Regions from separate parts of the Mus musculus genome. Here regions 1 and 2 are each linked to region 3. The links are chromatin contacts, called in public promoter capture Hi-C and targeted proximity ligation maps. All regions are on one chromosome and are shown on one strand. The core of a region is the stretch at or near the end of the contact, and the rest is flanking DNA. Distances in the headings are between cores, read along the strand shown. Region 1 holds the start of Rela (v-rel reticuloendotheliosis viral oncogene homolog A (avian)). Region 2 holds the start of Rnaseh2c (ribonuclease H2, subunit C). Region 3 holds the start of Syvn1 (synovial apoptosis inhibitor 1, synoviolin).

Evidence for each region. Promoter capture Hi-C pulls out the DNA fragments that hold promoters and counts their contacts.
Region 1: a contact with region 3 is called in a targeted proximity ligation map of pancreatic cancer cells. A contact is called at or near these places in 1 of 39 promoter capture datasets (hippocampal neurons), 2 of 484 Hi-C or Micro-C datasets (CD4 T cells and regulatory T cells), 11 of 130 datasets of targeted methods (the SCID.adh cell line, bone marrow-derived macrophages, effector CD8 T cells and 6 more) and 2 of 9 other capture datasets (adipose tissue and liver).
Region 2: a promoter capture Hi-C map of the C10 cell line shows a contact between it and region 3, with 2.6 times the contacts expected there. A contact is called at or near these places in 5 of 39 promoter capture datasets (the C10 cell line, hippocampal neurons, liver and 2 more), 4 of 130 datasets of targeted methods (bone marrow-derived macrophages, embryonic stem cells, epiblast stem cells and 1 more) and 2 of 9 other capture datasets (adipose tissue and embryonic stem cells).

What each region holds. Positions count from the first base shown.
Region 1 is chr19:5,636,281-5,640,072 of GRCm38.p6, reverse strand. It overlaps Rela (v-rel reticuloendotheliosis viral oncogene homolog A (avian)), which reads right to left and starts at 2,532. Exons shown (of 11, transcript NM_009045.5): 1 at 2,232-2,532; 2 at 1,615-1,641; 3 at 1,371-1,522; 4 at 1,070-1,218; 5 at 123-214. The coding sequence starts at 2,238.
Region 2 is chr19:5,599,521-5,603,400 of GRCm38.p6, reverse strand. It overlaps Rnaseh2c (ribonuclease H2, subunit C), which reads right to left and starts at 1,528. Exons shown (of 4, transcript NM_026616.2): 1 at 1,321-1,528; 2 at 1,027-1,208; 3 at 832-951; 4 at 442-577. The coding sequence starts at 1,492. The coding sequence ends at 551. Kat5 (K(lysine) acetyltransferase 5) reads left to right here. Exons shown (of 14, transcript NM_178637.2): 14 at 1-387.
Region 3 is chr19:6,043,715-6,047,844 of GRCm38.p6, reverse strand. It overlaps Syvn1 (synovial apoptosis inhibitor 1, synoviolin), which reads right to left and starts at 1,269. Exons shown (of 16, transcript NM_028769.5): 1 at 717-1,269. It also overlaps the pseudogene Gm8034.

The DNA of each region.
Region 1 (3,792 bases), core at 1,283-3,782, 410 kb after region 3:
CAGCAAGGTTCCACTCCTGCTGCTGGGTTGGCCATGGAGGGAGATGAGCGGCAGAGGCCCAGGGAAGGTGACAGAGATACTTGCACCACACGAAGATCAATGTCTTTGCCCCTTGCTCCTACCGTGAAAGGGGTTATTGTTGGTCTGGATTCGCTGGCTAATGGCTTGCTCCAGGTCTCGCTTCTTCACACACTGGATCCCCAGGTTCTGGAAGCTGAGGCCTCAGGTATTAGTTTTGTGTCTCCAGCAGAGCCCCTTCTTGCCTCCCAACTCCACAGCTCTCAGGTATGTCTAGGCTTCCCACTCCTTACCCACTGGCAAGTCTCTGAGGGAGCTGGCCCTCGCAGGCCTCCAAGCCAGTGCCCCACCTCAGCCACAGGGGCTTCCTTTCCCAGACCTAAGCACACGAAATGGAACGTACTCCCCTTCCAAGGGCATCGTACTGCTTGCTTGCTTGCTTGCTTTTTTTTGTACTTCTTTCTCGTGCACGGAATGTTCTTTTGGGTCTGTCTGCTTTTTCTCACCATTTAAGAGTTAGCACAGAGGCCTTCTGTAACCCTCCAACCCAAAGTCGTGAGACCTGTGCAGCAGGACACGGTGCTACATGCCTATTCCCCTGGAGTTGAGAAGAGGAGGCAGGGGAACCCTAACGAGTTCAAGGCCAGCTTGAGCTTCCTGAGACCAGACTCCTCCTCCTAATTTATAACTGTGTTTTCTTTCCATCATGGAAGTTATAATTCTCTACCAGTATCTCGTCTATCTGTCTGTACAATTATCGCCTGGTTTTACCAACTGGTATTTAAGCTCTAGGAGGGTCCATTTGGATATCTTTCTGATCCAAGAGGCTAAGAGGCTGGCCTGTCCAGCCATAGGGTTTGTGGCTCTAAGAAGATAAGGAGTTCCCAACTGTTAGAGAATTCAAGACAAAGGAGGTCTGTTTGCAAACTGGAGACAGAGTTAAGAACTCTGGATTCTGCCTGTGTTTAGAAAAGAGCAACACTGTAAGAGCTGCCTGGCCGGCCTGCTCCTACCCTGCCCTCACACCACCCCCAGCCCATAGGGAACTCACCTATGGATACTGCGGTCTGGGCAGAGGTCAGCCTCATAGTAGCCATCCCGGCAGTCCTTCCCCACAAGTTCATGTGGATGAGGCCGGTGAGGTGGATCCTTGGTGACCAGGGAGATTCGAACTGTTCCTGGTCCTGTGTAGCCATTGATCTGTCCAAAGTACAGAGTACTCTAGTGGCCAGCAATCCCTAATCTGGCTCTTAGACACAGGGCACGGTGACCAGGAGGCAAGTCTGCTGGGGCTGCACAGTGCGTTCCACCACATCTGTGTCCCAGCGACACCCCTGGGGGCTCTTGCTTACCTTGATGGTGGGGTGTGTCTTGGTGGTATCTGTGCTTCTCTCGCCAGGAATACTGCCCGCTGAGCGCCCCTCGCATTTATAGCGGAATCGCATGCCCCGTTGCTTCGGCTGTTCGATGATCTCCACATAAGGCCCAGAAGCCTGGGCTGGCTCTGTGGGTGACACAGTCAGCCATCAGGTGCTATCCCCACGGCCCCGACTCCAGGACAGCCCCTGACTACTGAGGATGGATGGTCCAACTTACCTGAGGGAAAGATGAGGGGAAACAGATCTGAAAGGGAAAGACAAGGCACATTGTCAATAAACTCCAGTGCCCACCCTCACCTGCGAAGGCCTGACAGAGCCAAGCTCCCTCCCTTCCAAGAAAACTGAGCCAAGACCCTGAAACCTGCCCTGACAGAGGCCGGGGAACTAGAGAAAGGGGACACAGAGGCATTCCTTTGCCAGGGGAAACTGAGTCAGTGCCTGTTTTACGTTCATAAGTGACACTGAGGAGGGGGTAATACCCTCCTCTCCTCTTCTGGGGAAACTGAGTCAGATACTTTCTTCCTTACACGGAAAGGAAGCCAGAACTAATCGCATCGACACGGGGGTGGGGGGAGCCGGAGGAAACGGAGTCAAGATTCACCCGTACCCCCACCCAGGAGGGACACTGAGTCAAGGCGCCCTCCACTGAGAGGGGTAACTGAGTCAGACCCCCTCGCAGCCCGCCCCGCCCCGTGCCACCATCCGGCCTGCCGCTCCCTGCGCAGCAACCCGCGGCGCAGAAAGGGGCGGAAGACGGCGCGGGGAGGGGGGAGATTCCGCCGCAGGCCCCGGAGCTCTAGGGCAGCCATCCCCCGAGCCAGAGGGCAGCCTCACCGTCCATGGTCAGGGTCCCGGGGGCGGGGCCGGGGTCGCAGCTGAGCCCACGGCGCGCTAAAGTAAAGCCATTCGCCAGAGGCGGAAATGCGCGGCGCGCGCCCGTCGTCGCGTCACTGCCCGGAATCCGGCCGCGCCTGCGCGCTGAGCCGCCGCCACCGCCACCGCCGCGCGTGGGGGGCCGAGAGCAGGTGCGCGACTCACGCTGGGCGCGGAAGGTGTGCGGCGGGCGCGCGGGCGGGGACACCGCAGCGCGGCGGGAGGACGCCGAGGCTGTTTGTCCCGAGGCCGGCCCGACTACAAGCTCCGCAGCGCGGCTCGCTCGGGGTCCCGGTCCCGTTCCCGGCCCCGCCTGGAGGGCGGGCCCGCGATTACTCACTCTGTTTTTAGGGGATTTCGGGTCCCGTTCCCCGCCCCGCTCTGATCTCAGGAGTTTGGTGATGTCACCCTGGCCGGGACTGGAGCCGAGCCAGGGCTGGTGGCAGGCTGCGGCCATTCGCCCTGCGCAGGGAGAGGCCCAGGCCTGCTGCTCCCGCGGAGGCCAGTGACTGAATTCCACACGTTTTCCTAAGCGTGCAGGGGCCTTCTGGGGACCCGCGTGCTACGGGCCACATGCTCCCCAACCTAGATCCGGCTGCGCGCAGGAGTGCTTCGCGGAGCGAGCGTGCTGCATCCGACAGGCCTTAGGGTAGAGGGGCAGACCGAGGACTAGGCAGACACCTGTACCTCTAAGAGTCCCTGAGAGCCATGAGTGCTGGAAGAGCCCCAGGGCTTCGTCTGCACACATAGGTGCTGTCTGCTAAGGTTTAGATCTTTAGGGATCTCCGGAACCAGCTAGGGTCACACCGTGAACATCTCCTTCAAGGCCTCCCAGGAGTCCAGGCTCCAATGAGGAAAGCGTTTGTAGGGAGCAAAAATTGCCATCTAAGCCAAGGGCAGGTGTGCAGATTGAGTGTGGGGACTCTGGCCGGAGGACGCAACACATCAGGCTGCCTCCACTATGCCAGAAGGAGGAGGCGCCTCCCGGGCCACAGGAGGTTTCAGCACTCAGAGAAAGACTTATTTTCTCTAAATTAGGAAATCATGTGGGAATTGGAAAAGATTGGAAATTCTGAATTGCTTTCCCAGGCTCTGAAAAAAACAGGAAGACAAAAGTGAAAATAGTTACGCCCCTCCCACTCATTTCAGTTTCTCACTTGGCGCAGATTAGAAAAAGCAGTTTAATATTTTGCGAGGGCGGATGTCAAGGCGACAGAATGAATATAATCTCCAATTAATGGCACACAGCCATCATTGGTCCTCACATGAACCACTTGTAAAAACACATATAGTTACAATTTAAGTTAATATGAATACCAGCGTCCTTACTAAAAAGTAAAGGCTAGAAATGAGAACTCAGTAGTTTTTGCATAACGTTGCAGGAAGCTGGGATTTGATCTCTGACTCCAGGATGCTCCAGTAATCCCAGCGCTCATGGGGTCAGACGTTCAACGTCATCCTCCTCTACATAGTTTGAACCCATCCAGAACTACAGAAGATGCTCTTTAAAAAAGGATGGTTG
Region 2 (3,880 bases), core at 279-2,778, 440 kb after region 3:
CATACCACGAGAGCTGGCCGAACCATGGCTAGCACCCTGTCTTGTCCCATTTGAGCTTCGAAGAGGCACGCAAAGTGAGACAGGCCGAAGAACAGACCCAAGAGGAGAAGAGGCCTAGGAGGGGCCCACTAGTGGCCAGTGCCAAGGCAAGCTCAGGTCTAGGCCAACTCCGAGGATAACTGGCTTACTGGCCCAGGTCCGCTCTGAACACGTGGACCAAAGGGATCCAGGCAGCTGTGTACATTAAGATGGGTGGGGAGCATTCTGTACAGGACCGGTGATTGTAAAAATTTCTTTTATAAAGGAGGAGCTGGAGGGTGGGGTGGGCGCTGGTTGCAAAGTTCTGGCCCCTCTTGCCCCCAGAAATAAATTGTTTATATAGGCAGAGCTATCAGGAGTTCTTACCAAACTGGGTGCCATGTAATGGCAGCTTCAGGGTGCTAAGGTGCCCACAGACTCAGGCATTGTGAAGATCTCATTTATTGGGATAGAAACAGTCGCTCCAAGTGGTGAGAAGGGATCTGTGACTGTCATTCTCATGATCTGGTTCTCAGTCCTCAGGGACCTGGGCGTGAATCTGCAACAGGAGTCACTTCTACTTTGTGACTTATAATACACAGCAGTTGGGTGGGGACCCAGCTGCTCAGGGTGATAGCCTCGTCTAAGAGAAAAGTGGGGAATGCCCCCCACCACTGGGAGTTTGGGCCTCCGGAGCCATGATCCCCGTGGTGTTTATTGCCCTAAAGCCCCCAAATCACTAGAGACACTATTCAAATCGGATAGAAGGACTGACCAAGTCTGAGGAGGAAAAGGGCTCCTGAGTATACGTACCGCTGCTGCGAGGCTGGGCCAACCTAGGGCCCTATGCACTTTGGCATCTGGACCCGGGACCGTTTCCAGACCCCACAAGGTGAAATGGCTGAAGCTGCCGGTGGCCCCGATAAGGCGGTCCTGGAAAAGGCCGGGTTGAGACTCGGGACAGCAGCTACTGCCCTCACCCCAAACCTACCATCTCCCTTTGCTCACGAAGTCCCGCTCCAGCGGCTCCTGCGCCTCGTCCGCTTTGTCCTCCGCGTCCCCGGAGAAGTTCAGTTTCCCTATCAACCCCTCTCCCTTCTCCTCCGTCACCATCACGAATCCCGCAAACCCTGGCGGCACAGCTACCTCCTCGCCCCGCAGGCCGCGACCGCGAAACGACGCCTGTAGCCCTGCAGGAGGGACATGCAAAGCCATCAGGCCAGCCTGGCCACGGGAGGATGTACGGGTGGCGTCTGCCGCGGGCCACGAAGCCCGAGAGCCGCGGGGCCTGCTCGGACTCACCGTCTGCATCGTGGCGGACGGCGGGCGTGAAGAAGCGATCTACCGGGGCCGGCCGGCTGACTAGAACGTCGCAGGGCAGGAGGTGCAGCTTAGCCGGTGCGGCACCACGCAGCGAGCCAGGGCGCAGGTGAATACGCTGTTTCCCGTCTGCCGCTTCCTCCGGGTTCTTCATCTCAGAAGCTTGTAAGGTTCAGGCAAAAGCTGGCGGGTGAGGAACGCAGGGCCTGTCGGGAGACCGAGCACACTAGATGCAGAGCCTTATGGGAAACGTAGTCTTTTCTCTGGCTGTTCTCTGTAAGCACCTGCCTTCCTGTGCTCAAGTCTTTATGTGTGATCTCATTCTTGTGCCTCCACTTCCCAGTGCTGGGGTTTAGCTTGCGCCACCGTGCCCACCCAGCCCTAATATTTTTATGGTTTTTGTCGTTTGAAAGCAAGCAAACAACAACAAAAAACTGAACGGATTCCTAGAAGAGTCCTATTTAAATAGGTTGTCTGACAAACTATTTTTGGTGGTGATGAGGATTGGACTCAGGGCCTTGGACATATTAAGCACGTGCTCTAGGACTACCATCCTGTAGGGAAAAAAGGCCAAAGAAAGAACACCCGACCCCTGACTTGACTCTAAAACCAGTGTAAATGTTACAGCTCTGAGGAGAAAGGTATCCTGGCAGTTGGGAGCCAAAAATACTACGAAATCACATCCTACAACAAACCTCACATAAGAGAGTTATTGGAAAAGAGACAGGAGGGAAGGCGGCTGTCTCTGCTCAGAAGCAGCAAAGAACGGAGCAGGAGGGTTTTGGAGATGGGGCAGAACTATCCAGAGTGCTCTGAGAATGGAAGGATTTTGCAACCTGATGTTGGGGCAGCTCAGGGACTGATGCAATCTGTGGCTTCATCTTGGGTGGGTTTTGTTGTTTTGTTTTTTCTTTTCTTTGTTTGTTCGTTTGTTTGAGATAGGGTTTCTCTGTGTAGCCCTGGTTGTCCTGGAACTCACTCTGTAGACCTGGCTGGCCTTGAACTCAGAAATCCGCCTGCCTCTGCCTCTCCTGTGCTGGGATCAAAGGCCTGCGCCACTATGCCTGGCTTGTTTTGTTTTGTTTTGTTTTGTTTTGTTTTGTTTTGTTTTTTCCTTAAGGCAGGGCCTGGTTAATTTCCAGTGGGGCTGGACATAATGATTAGAGAAGTCTTGAGGGCAGGGCCTGGCTGCTCAAACCTCAAGGGAAACACACTGCCCCTGGCCTGTCTCCATGCCTTAAGACTTGGAGATTCCAGCAAATAATATTTCACTGTTGGTCTCCAAGTAATCCTTCCAGCTGCGCTGTATTTCCCACCAGCTCACACTGCACATGCCCCACCAGCTCACACTGCACATGCCCCACCAGCTCACTGCACATGCCCCACCAGCTCACTGCACATGCCCCACCAGCTCACTGCACATGTCCTACCAGCTCACACTGCACATGTCCTACCAGCTCACTGCATATGCCCCACCAGCTCACTGCACATGCCCCACCAGCTCACGCTGCACATGTCCCACCAGCTCACTGCACATGTCCCACCAGCTCACACTGCACATGCCCCACCAGCTCATTGCACATGCCCCACCAGCTCACTGCACATGCCCCACCAGCTCACACTGCACATATTGTACCTCCTTACACCCATTGTCAAGCCATCTCATACGTTCCAGTGGGCTTTCCCAGCCTGAACCACTAATCAATAGCCCGAATAATAGCTCTTAGCTGTACCTTTCAACTATCAAAGGGACTCAGCTGCTCTGACAAGCGTGTGGTCTAACTGAAGCTGCTGATTTGACTCTGCTAAGATGTGTATGGATCTTTTCTGCGGAATTCTGCCACCAACCATGTACAGACCTTAAAATTTGTTTTGTTTTTTGTTGTTTTTGTTTTTGAGCCAGGGTTTTTCTGTGTAGCCCTGGCTGTCCTGAAACTTGCCCTATAGACCAGGCTGGGTTTGAACTCAGGAAATCCACTGGCCTCTGCCTCCCAAGTGCTAGAATTAAAGACATGTACCACCATGTCCAGCTGCCACCCATCATATTTGGTTCCAAACTCAAGAGTCCACCTCTTCAACTGCTTCTTCCCTTCGCCTGCTCTAACCAAAGTGTCCATTCTCTGGCTCCCGGAGCATGCTATGCCCTCCAAGGTGTCCACTACATGGGCATCTCCCTGCTGCATCCTCCAGGGCTCCATCATGTGGGCAGTTTTCTAGTTATTAAGCCCTGCCCTCCTTTTCCTCTATTGGACCCCACTTCCCATTTCCTTGCTTTCTCCTCCAGGGGCTGCTTGCAAAGTACCAAAGCTTCCTTGGGGGCCTCTGACCTTGTCCCCCTGCCTCTCACAGCTTCTCTGTGCCCCCCTGGGCTTCTCTCTTGTCTCAGCTCCCACTTGGCATGCTCAATTTTCAAATTCTCTCCTATTGTAACACCTTCTGCCACTGCACAAACAATCCAAAAAGGTCTCGTATCCAAACTTGCTCTCTCCTCCTCTGTTTCTCCCAGTCTACACCTGACCAGGACAGCTCTTATATATGGATG
Region 3 (4,130 bases), core at 20-2,519:
GCAAACACTCATTTCACCTTGACAGCCATTAGATTCAAAACAGCATATACTCCCTGTTTCACAAACGAGAAACTAGGACTCAAAGGGGTTAGAGGCTCACACTGATGCAAGGCCTAGAACTTGGATCAATCTCGTTTCAAATCTAGGGCTCTTCCACGCTGTCTGCCAAGGCGCCTCCTCTAGGGAGTCACTGAGGCAAAGTTAGGAGGAGGGGGGCTGCCACCGCTGACCCTCTGAAGGAGCTGGGATGATAGGCTTTAGAGGCAGGTTCGCTGGGCCCGCCAGGGGTGGAGGAGGCAAGGTGCAGAGGGCACAGCTTGAGAAGGCGACACAACCAGTGACAGCTGTGCCAGGGTGGTCAGCGCAGACGCGCGCCCATCGGGGTACGTCAGTCTGGAACCCTGCCCCCCCCCCCGCCCCCAGCAGTGTCCACTCTGAGAACCGGAGAAACGGCCGACCGCCAGGGTGCGGCGGCGGGGCTGAGAACCAGTCAGGTCGCCTCACAGTCGCGCACCTGTGAACGCTAGGAGTTGCGAACCTCGCAGGCGGGGCCCGGCCTCTGGAACGGTGGCCGCGCCGCCGCCTAAGGTCTCCAGCCATCTGACAGGCCGAAAACTGGCGGCCGAACGCAGCGGGGCGGGCTGATCGCAGTGACCCCAAAGGACAAGGTCCTAGACGCCGACCCCCCAACCCCAATCAGGACCAGGCCCACTCACCAGGAGCCCAGCGCCGCGAGCACGCTCAATCACCGCGACTGCGGCAGCCGCTCCGGTTAACAACACTCCCCACCCCCTGCGAACCGGAACTTCGGGGGTAAGACACCTCACTTCCGGCGGCGCGGGGCGCGGCGGAGTGGACCGTACCAAGTTCTCTTTGCGCGCTCCGATCTCGCCTGCGCTTCTGGGGCCCGTGCGCGAGCAACCGGAACGAGCGAGAGCTGTGACGTGTGGTCGCGACCAGGAGAGCAGCGGGAAAGGGCTGAAGCCCGCCACTTGCTAGTCGCCGTTGTAGAATCACCACCCTAAACTCCTCCAAGACTCCGGCTCTCAATGTGCCTGGAAGATGGGGCGTTCCGCGGGCCGAGCCATTTGGACGGGGGGCAGGAGCGAGCAAGGGCCAGACTTTATGTCAGGCATGAAAGAAATAAAATGTGTAAGCGCCTCATTCCAGGGATAGCTACGACACGGTAAGAAGTTAAGTGCTTCTCGGAAAAAAATAGCGGTGCAGAAAACAGATATAGGTCTTCCCAGGTTACCTCCCCCCAACGCAGGTTGTGTAGGAGTGAGTTTGTTCCCGTGGCTACCGCCGATTGGTTGCGATAAAGTTACGCGGACCAATGAGAAAAGAAAGGAAAAATTTCTGGCCTATAGGGAAAGAAAAGCAGGTGAGTGGTTGCTAGGGTCTGTAGGCAGAGTGGCCCCGGACTGGGTGCCAAGGCAGCTGGATGCCAGCTGAGAAAGCGCAGTCCATAGGCCGGGGATCCCTATCCCGCCTGGGGGGATGCTTACGGGGCCCGCAAAAGGAGCAGTGCTTGCGTGTCCGGACTGACATAAAACAGAACGCCAGTTATTTCTAGGTTGGGGTGGAGAGTTCTGTGCGAAGGCGTTGACTTTTCAACACCCCAAAAGCTCAGTCGGCGTGCGTGTTCATCCCTGGGAGATAGCCAGACCCTTTGTTCTGAGCTGATTCTGTCTGTTAGGGCTCACACAAGCAGTATAGTCGCGTACAGAATGGAAACTGAAAGCGGACACCTCATTACCCAGGTTTATCAGCTAGAGGGTGCTCCTCCCATTTTTAACTCGGACTCACTCGGAATTCAGAGGCCTAAGGGGGGGGGGGATCAAATATAAGAATTCATGAAGATCAACTGGAGGAATTTATACTGTGGGAGTCACAACACGGACAGTGAATACAGAACCGGAGGTGACTGTGTTGTTAAAATATAACACAGGGGCTTTCAGAATTGTCATTACTGATAGAGCACTTAAGAAAAATACATAAAATGGCTTTCCTTCAGTACAACGGAATTAAACATCTTGTCTGTCAAAAAAGAAAGAAAACTGATTCTAGACGACTTTAAGGCAGTGGCTGGCTCTCAACCTGTGAGTCGTAAGCCCTTTGGGAATCAAACCGTTACACAGGGGTCACAAATGAGATATCCTGCATATCAGACGTTTACTTACAATTCATAACTAGCAAAATTACAGTTATGAAGTAGCAACGAAGTAATTATGGTTGGGGATCACAACAGGAGGAACTGTATTAAAGGGTAGCAGTGTCAGTGCCTGTCTGCCCCTCAGCCCTGTGCTCTTGGTCTCAGCCATCTTCACCACCACCTGTTGTCTTTAACAGTTAACATCCCGAGATGGCTCCCCTTTCCTTCCTCCATAAGGCTAGCTATGAACTTCTACTGGCTACCTTTAACCCTACACACTCATCCTCCCCCATTCTTGAAAATCTCCTACATTTTGTGGCAATCCCTCCTCTCCCCCAGGTATATATCTGTCTTACTTCCTCTGTCTGTTTTTATTTAAGTTCTGTGTCCATGTTGGCCTTTTTTCTTGCCACATTTCCTCTGATCCTATGGCTTCAACTTCCCTGGCCCCAAGATGTCGAGGGAGGGCTCCCTTGTCTGGTCTTCAGTTCAGGTCTACTCAACCTCTGAAATCATGTAGTGAGCAGAGCATAGTGGCCCACTCCTACAATCCCAGAAAATTGGGAGACTGAGGCAGGAAGAGCATCATAAATCTGAGGCCAGCGTACAGCTATAGAGTGAGATCCTATCTAAAAAAAAAAAAGCTGGGCGTGGTGGCGCCTACCTTTAATCCCAGCACTCGGGAGGCAGAGGCAGGCGGATTTCTGAGTTCGAGGCCAGCCTGGTCTACAGAGTGAGTTCTAGGACAGCCAGGGCTACACAGAGAAACCCTGTCTCGAAAAACAAAATAAGGTCTCTTGCTGCAGCAACGAGAGTGGGAGCACCTGGAGCGCAAGCTTGGAAGGAGAATCCACGAGTTGTAAGAAAATGGCAGACAAGCCGGACATAGGGGAAATCGCCAGCTTCAATAAGGGCAAGCTGAAGAAAACCGAGACGCAGGAGAACACCCTGCCGACCAAAGAGACCACTGAACAGGAAAAGAGGAGTGAAATCTCCTAAAAGCCTAGGAAGACTTCCCCATCCCACCCCACCCCACCCCCTCGTGATTTGGAGGAAGAGCCACCTGTAAGATGGACCCGAGCCACAAGCTGCACTGTGAAACCTGGGCACTCCGAGCCGATGCCACCGGCCCACGGGTCTCTGAAGGGGACCCCTCCGCTAATCGGTCTGCCAAATTTCACCGGTTTGCCCTGGGATATTATAGAAAATTATTTGTATGATTGATGAAAATAAAAACACCTCGTGGCAAAAAAAGAAAACAAAACAAAACAAAAAAATCGGGGGTTGGGCAGTCTAATGAGAAGAGCAATCACCAGGACCCATATGGTGGAAGGAGACAACTGACTCATAACAAACTTCTCTGGCCTCTACAACCTATTTAATCATTTCTCAGCTAGAGGGTGCTCTTCCCATATATATGAGCAGACTCGCATACAAATGTAATTTTAAAAACAATGTCAAGAGGCAGGCGGATTTCTCTCTCTCTTTCTTTCTTTCTTTCTCTCTCTCTCTCTTCCTTCCTTTCTTTCTTTCTTTCTTTCTTTCTTTCTTTCTTTCTTTCTTTTTTTGGGTTTTGGTTTTCTGAGACAGGGTTTCTCTGTATAGCCCTGGCTGTCCTAGAACTCACTCTGTAGACCAGGCTGGCCTCGAACTCAGACATCTGCCTGCCTCTGCTTCCTAAGTGCTGGGATTAAAGGCGTGCACCACCACACCCGGCTAAGCAGGTGGATTTCTGAGTTCGAAGCCAGCCTGGTGTACAGAGTGAGTTCCAGGACAGCCAAGGCTACACAGAGAAACCCTGTCTTGAAAAACAAAACAAAAAAAAAAAAAGAAACAACAACAAAACAACTGAAAGATCCTGACAGAATGTAAAAGGACACAGAAGCCCTGAAATTGGCAAGATAGATGTCAGTGTTAGCAGAAGTAGCTTCACTGATTTAGAAAAATAGAGGTGCACAATGCTCTGGCCACTCCT